Linked DNA regions of Zea mays: region 1 is linked to region 2. Evidence: chromatin contacts called from public Hi-C data. All regions are on one chromosome and are shown on one strand. Each heading gives the region's core, a stretch centred on a gene start, on an enhancer-like site or on the middle of the called end of the contact. The rest is flanking DNA. Distances are from core to core; before and after follow the strand shown. Region 1 has its middle 65 kb from the start of LOC100279247. Region 2 holds the start of LOC103632613 (probable LRR receptor-like serine/threonine-protein kinase At1g07650).

Region 1 (3,893 bases), core at 863-3,362, 240 kb after region 2:
ATGCGACAGAAGAAAGGCACGCTAAACCACGATATGCAGCCGCATGCATCGCTACAGTACACCTAGCAGTACCAGATGTGATGCATGCTCTTTACTTTTTTTTTATTATAAAGAAAGTGCTCATTAATTAGTTGTCAAATCCTTTTCATCTCCTATACACGATCTCTGACTGCTGAGTGGGAGAGCAAGTGGTCGCCAGTCTGGTGGATGTGTCAGCTGAGGTAACTGCAGTTTGACAGTATGCACTAAACGCTGTGAATATGTGATAGGTAAGGCTATCTTCAGCTGTTTACATATCTCCGTATCCATATTTCAAACTTTACTCTGTTTACAGTTTACAATGTAAAACAGTGTTTTAGGTGACTATATGAGTGAGCTGCTGGACACGGTCTAAGAGTTTGATAGCATAGTCGGTAGATCTAGCTTAGGCCATGTTCCAAACCTCAAAAACTAATAGTTCGCTACTAAACTAGCTGAATTGACTAACTAATTATCAATTATATCTTTTAAATAGCTATTAGTTGTAAGCTGTTTCAACCTAACTAATAACTTATTAGCTAGTTAATAACTAGCTCTAGAGGTTTGGGACTGTGCCTTCACTAGCAGGCATCAGTTTTTGCATGAATGCACATGGCCATTCCATGTATGGTTATGGCCAGCTGCCAAGAAAACCCATAGCATCTGCTACTGTTAACAAGTCCGGCATGGACTAATGATGCATATGACCAGACGCGATGCCCTTTACCTTTTTTAAAAAAGGGAAAGTGCTCATTAATTAGGTGGCAAATCCTATACACGATCGAGGAGTGACTGTGACTGCTGAGTGTGCGAGGAGCCTTCACAACAACACTGTACACTATTTTCGGCAGCTAAGATTATTCTCGACGGCCAGGGTTTAGCCATCAAAAATAAGCTTGCGTTGGAGAGTGATTTGTGAGTGATGAAGACCAGTAGGCACTAGGCAGTATCTAACCAGCAGATCCAATCTCTCCTTCTCTAATAATAATATTAGCAATATAATCGTTCCCATCGAGTTGTAGTAGGGTCAACTTATCACAGGCATACTGTATGTATGTATAAAGCAATCATGCATCACATGCACTGCACTGGTTAGGCATGCACATGCATGCATGACCTTGTTCCGGCCTTTACAGGCAGCAGGGGATTAGATAGATGCAGAATCGATCATTAATTCAGAGAGCGTGGGTGCAGGATCCCGTGCCACCTTTTCCTCTGCTAAAATAATGCCGGCCGGCGTCACCGAAATGCTTGCGTGGCGCGACGGTTGGCGTAGTTCATCAGTGCAAGCAAAGAGGACGGTACGTAATAATCTTTTGTCGTCTCTTGGCAGCAGGTCAAAGCTAAGCAACAGCAACCCTGGCTAGACAAGACGGAAGAAACTCCAATCCAAGAGAGATGCGTGCTAATGTAATGTTCTCAACCACAAAAAAAAAAAAAAAAAAAACACCGCATGGTGGCGGCGACGTGATCCGGATGTGATGATTGTGCTTCCAACCATCTTGTTTTGTGTATTATATTTTAGTACCTAAACTGTTAAATACAAAAAATAAAATAGAGTTACGTTTTAGCAATTTAAGAAATAAAATAAAATAAAACGAAGGACTAAAAACAAGATTGAAGCGTGCATCCGACGACACTAACTTGGGATGAAAACGGTCGGAAACGGTATTTATTCGGTAATCAGTTTTTTAGTCGTTTTTCTTTGATTGCGAATAAATAGGATATAGAATCTACAATACAAATATGTATTCTTGTTTTTAACATCCAGCTTGTAAAGATTCATAAAAGGTAAATCTCAAATTCATACTATATTTTCTTAAATAATAGATATAAACTTCGGTATGGATTCGGAAAAAAATTCGGTATTTTTTCAACGTTTCGTGTTGTAGGGAGCAAATAATACATAAAAAAATTATGCAATATTTTATTCATATTTGTATTAATGTGCTTGATAACATAAGAAAAGATCAACATTAAATTTTATGCATATCTATTTTAAAATATTAAATTTGTTCTAACAGTTCAGATTACCGCTTTCATCCGCAACACTGTGTGCGTGACAATGCTGGTCTGGCCCATTTGTTGGCTCTAGGCCCAAACTATGCAGCTACAAACGTGGGCTTCCTTTACCTAGTGGCTGTGATGCACCAAGTTAGTCCTAGTCTTCATCTTTATCTTTACTAAGTAGCCAGTTATTACTGTTTTGCTACTGTTATTATATATTATATAAATAGTTATTGAGATATTTATTTAAATATAATTATTATCTATTTCTATACATTAAAATATATATGGTATGTTGATTAGCGAAGTTGTGATAGTACTAGACGGACACATTAGGTTTTTAATAAGTAGTATAGATATAATACATAAGTTTTGTCGTGCGTGATTTGAGCATCACCTGCACCCACCATGCATGATGCAAGTGCCGTTTGACCATCTCTTCACCGCCATGCATGTGCGCAAGTGACTCATACGCAGCCAGCGATCCCTAGTAGATTAAACACGAAATAAATTGATAGATTAAATAAAAATGGAGCGCCCGGCCCCACAAACGGTTTGCATGCCTCAGCGCTTGGTACATCAAGCACGAAATAAATTGCTAGATTAAACAGCAAAAATGGAATGAGTTGAGGGTAGCTCAAACCATAGTTGTTAATCAAGGATCTTCTAACCGTTGCAACTTAGATTCATTTATGTTATATAAAGAACAGATATTACAAACATATCCTAAAAATTGAAAAAATATAATCATGTCGGTTCGAGTTAGCATTATGGTCCGAGAAGACTGTTTATACACGGCATAGTCCTCATGAAGGACCATTACGAGGCTACTTTGAATCATGTCGGACTAGACAACGATACTATTTTATGGGTCGTGCTCGGGCTAGTCCACCAGGCACAGACCATTATTCAGCCATCTATAGTCAGGTACCTCATCTTTCATTGTCCACGATCTCGCGAGTGTAAAAAAAGAGAAAAAGCTTCATCTCGTCTCATCCAACACCACTCGTCGTCTCTGCCTCTCTCCTTGCTATATCGCCGCCCGACGTCTCTAGGGCAAAATCCTATGTGCACCGCGAGGTATAGTGTAACATCCTAAATCCATCAATTGAAAACAACTCAGTTTGAAGTATTGATTTCTAGTAGAAAGGAGAAACATTTACGTTTTCAAATAATGAATTTGGTGATAAAAACAAGGTACACAATTTCTAAGTAAATAGAATCTATCAAGTGTTTGATGCATTCATGCCGAAACATATATTTTGTTTGATTTGAATTTCAGATCCAATTCTTGGATCTAATTATGTGAGAAAGATATTGTTTGTTAAAATAATAAAGAATTATTAAAATAATTTTTGAAAATATATGCATTTTGATTTGTTAATAATAATATTGAGTTTGTTCTATTTTTAGAAATATATATGGTAATATACCTTATTTGGATTAATTTGTTGGTGTGAAATCTTTTTTTTCATAAAATGAAATGAATTGCTAATAACATTTTCTAAAAACATGTATTTTAATTATGTTAGTAATAATTTTGTTTTATCCTATTTTTTGGGATATATATTCATATATATATATATTCTACTAGCTGAGTGCCCGTGCGTTGCAACGGGAATATATAATACCAGTATACTACGATAACTTATGTACAAAATATGTGTTATATTGTTATGAGAAAAAAAATTTCATAATCAATTTGTGATCCTAGCCATACATAAATTTTGTTATTTTAATCTAGTTGTTTCACCACTACATTGCAACCATCAGTATCATGCAGACTTCGATATATGCCACGATGTGTATGGTCTCATCATTGGAGAGCACGTTCCACACATGCCGGAAGAAATTCCCTCGTACATCGT
Region 2 (3,772 bases), core at 699-3,198:
TAGTTCTAATTTAGCCCTAGTTTAGCCTCCCTCTACCTTAAATCTTCACCTCTCTTCGGCTCTACGTCGCCTAGAGGCGTCTTGGGTGGCCTGCCGACGCCAAGACACACCCTAAGATCTCTCTTCCCCGACGGGGTCCCTCCTGAGAGGCGAGATCTAGGTCTGCTACGAAGAAGAAGACCATCTACACCATCGTGAACCGTCCGAGCCCCAGGCGCAGACCATCTGCGCCTCCACAGAGAGCACCGCCAGGCGGCCCGTTCCAGTGTTTGGCGGCCATATCGACGCCAACAACATTTATATTTTTTTTCTTGTGTTAAACCTAAACAACATTTGAACTACTGAAAAGGTAGGCTTAAGTGCAGAGATATGATGACTAGTATTCATAAAGTTTGCTTTTTGACATAGGGCAAAAGCCACCTAATCTATCACAGCACAGGAAGATGGAAAAAAATGTGCTTGGGACTCGGAGTGGCGGTCTAGTTTGTTGCTACCTTAGATATTCCTTGCCGACAACCTAGGCCCTACACCACAGACGAGACAATGACTGTGGCTTCACAAAGTGCAGGAAAACCACTAACCCAGTGATACATTTTGTTCTATTCTACTAGTAGTCAAGCAAACAATAATGGCCAGGTAAAAGTGCAAAGGCACACTCACAGTCCTTGTAACTTCATCCTGGCCCACTGGTGAGGCACTCCGCCATGGAACAAGCTCCTGCTTAGATCTCTGCATGCAGCACAGGAACAACACCGTTATTCCTATTGCTCTTAACAGGTGGAGCTTGTGCACAGGTCAGCTTGACCAAGATCTGAAGATTGACAACTCACAGCTGGAGGAGGTAGGGGAGGTCAGCGAAGTCAGGCGGGAGCTCACCGGAGAAGTTCTGCCCCTTGAGGAATCTGCAAAGATTATCATGGTGCCAAACCGGGCCATGCGGTTTTGTTGGTTCAGTGAATCAAAGAAAACTGCGGCCAACGCAAATTAAAAAAAAAAGAGTGTGTGTGTGTGTGTGGACAAGTGAAGCGTACATCTCTGTGACATGGCAGACGGTGCCGTTGGAGAAGGAGCAGTCACAGTGCACCCCGGAGTCTCCGTGGTCGCAGGGACCGGCGCCGGCGGTGAAGTCCCAGCTGGACACACCAAGCCTGGCCGCGATCCGGCGAAGGACGCTCGCTGCAAGAGGAGGCGGTTCCAGCAGTTGCGTTAGTCGAAGAGAAAGAGGAGGAAGTATTAAAACGAATTTCTGGGTGGTTGGTTGCAGTTGCAGCCTTGCAGGCAGCAGCATGCGGAGCATTTTGCGGCATCTCCATGGCTGGTTTGCAGCTGAGACTCTGAACATTCAACCAAATGGAACCTTTTGTTTCAAAGAAACTGTTTCTTGGAGATTCTCTTTGGCAGGTGTTACAGCAACTAGGTAGCTCAAGGGTGAAGCTAAGCTAAGGTGGACAAGAAAGGCTGGCAGGCAAAGAACATGCTCCATGAATCAATACAGTGCAGCAGCTGTGCGACAGCAAAGCACCTTCAGCTGGAACGAGGCTCGGAGTCGGAGCGGCCGCGGCCACCTCGCTCCGCCCTGTGCCATGGACGGCCTCGACGAGCAGCAAGCCGAGGAAGAACACCATGTAGAAGCAGAAGCAGCCACATGGACATGGCGGCCTACACGCCATTGTCTCTCTCTCTTCCAGGTTCCAGGTGGAGGTAGTGGTGGCGATCAGGTGAAAGTAGTGGACGGAGTGGAGAGGAGCGTGAGTGACTTGGCTGTCTCTAGGCGAAGAAAGAGGGAGGGGCATGTATATCTTTTCTCTATCGTAAAGGCGTCTCACTGTCTCAGTCTTTTTGGAGTCTTCTCCGCGGTATCATTGGCAGGCATGTCACGTTGCCATGGGTGTACCCCTGCACTGCCGCGCAGCTGAGTTGCTTTCTGGTTGCGCTGCACCTGCACTGCACTGCAGCTCCCTCTGCGAGTCAAGGCCGGGATAGAATGCCAGAATGGTTCTTGGGTCCAACTTCCAGGCTGGCGCGATGGCGGGCTTGTCGGTCGCCGGAGTCAGACTGTTGACTCTGCTTGAGCGACGTCTACGCTCTGGTAGACCAATGCTGCGATAGACGATGCATCGCTGTCTTGCCAAGCTGGAATATAAGCTCTCGTGATCGGCAGCTTCGGTGCCGCCAAAATCCGCATGGATTCCGACCCGACCTCGACTGCATGAGCGTTCGTCGACTTCCAGAGCTGCACGGTCTGCGGCTGCGAGAAATTTTCAGCCCTGCACAGCACTTGCACTTGTTTCTTTTTTCCGGGTCCCGCAGTGTTAAGGCTTTCCGGTCCTGAAATATACATCTGTAGACCATCCCTTATATTATATAAAATCACGTAGACCACAGACGACTTCTGCTAGATTAGGCAACTGTCAGTGTTGATTAGTTGAAAAGTGTCTTTTTCGCACATTGATCACCCCCATACTTTCCAATCGGTACAGTGGCCTAGTCAACTATAGTTAATGAAAATACGATTATGACAATATTAACATATATATTTTTCATCGTGTCTAATGTGTATTTTGGTTTTTTAATTAAGAATATGATTTGTTGGTCCTATTCAGCGGAAAAGTAGTCAAAGATGTCCCGTAGTAGGGATGAGTGGATGATATTGATAGTCACACCCACAGATACGGGTGCCTACAGGTTTTACATCCATTAGGCGGGTGTTAAATTAGATTTATGGGTGCAGGTACAAGTGCTAAATTAGACTCATGGTTCAGGTGCGGGTCTAGAGTTTCACCCACGAGTGTCCAATGAGCCCGATAAATAATATTATATTGTCTTAAGTCTTAACTAGGTATATACCCGTGCGTTGCTACGGAATCAACACATTTTATTAACATACATTGAGATTAATACATTTTATTAAGATACATTGAGATTGTGAATACAAATGTGAATATCGATTGTCCCCAAGCGAACGTAGATGGATGGGTTGTCCTCGGTTGCAGTCGATCTTAGTTGGGTAGCTCGTCGCTACGGCTATATATCACATAGTTAAATCTTATTTAAATGGAATAATTATTCAAACACGTCCAAATCTTTACAATAAAGTACCATAAAGATAATTCAATACATTTCTATTGCAATCATTTGAATACTAAGGCAAATGCAAAGGATTAAGAACTCATAATAAAGTATCAATTGTTTGTGTGCATACAAGCTTAGTGGTCCAAAGGTAGCTAGCAAGTGGTACCCATATAAGAGTATATTAGTCTGGGTGGCTCCATGATAATGACACCAATCTAGAGTTCTGTATTGCACCTGCTAGAGTCCAATGAATCAAGCTTACCAAAGTTTTAGTTTAAAACAGACAGTTTAACCTTCATTCAGAAATCAGAAGCACTGAACCCAGTAACAGTTCTTCTGAAGATTTTTTCTCTCATACAGGAAATATTGGCAAACATTCATTTCAGGTTATCAAACATCTAAGGAATACAATGCTATGAATCTTGCTACCAAGCAGATAGAGAATTGTTATTACCGAAAAATAGGTTATTCTAAATGCAGCATGTGATTCAGTCCAACGATAGGAAAAAATCCAGGCACACTTTTTTCATACTTCATGTCCGGTCCAAATTGGGGTCTTCCAATTTGATTGTGGTAAAGCACAAAAGTAGGTGGAGTGTGAGACCTTAACCACAAGTAGAACTAAAGAATAATGTTCTTTTCCAGTTTTGCACGTGCCGGATATTGAACAAATGAAAAATCCAGCATTTACAAATTGTGG

What was found. A called contact is a pair of places that touch in the nucleus more often than the background predicts.
Region 1: a Hi-C map of tassel shows a contact between it and region 2, with 2.5 times the contacts expected there. The contact joins the enhancer-like site here to the promoter of LOC103632613 in region 2. A contact is called at or near these places in 2 of 25 Hi-C or Micro-C datasets (leaf and tassel).

The regions. Positions count from the first base shown.
Region 1 is chr7:98,480,245-98,484,137 of Zm-B73-REFERENCE-NAM-5.0, reverse strand. No RefSeq gene overlaps it. Among protein-coding and RNA genes, the nearest start is that of LOC100279247, 65 kb to the left of the region's middle. Within about 2 kb of position 2,112, at least 17 of the 20 cell types and tissues checked have an H3K27ac peak or open chromatin away from gene starts, as enhancers often do. A contact at or near this core is called in leaf and tassel, where this site is marked.
Region 2 is chr7:98,719,464-98,723,235 of Zm-B73-REFERENCE-NAM-5.0, reverse strand. LOC103632613 (probable LRR receptor-like serine/threonine-protein kinase At1g07650) reads right to left here and starts at 1,948. Exons shown (of 24, transcript XM_008654363.3): 1 at 1,523-1,948; 2 at 1,032-1,176; 3 at 831-902; 4 at 661-729. The coding sequence starts at 1,793.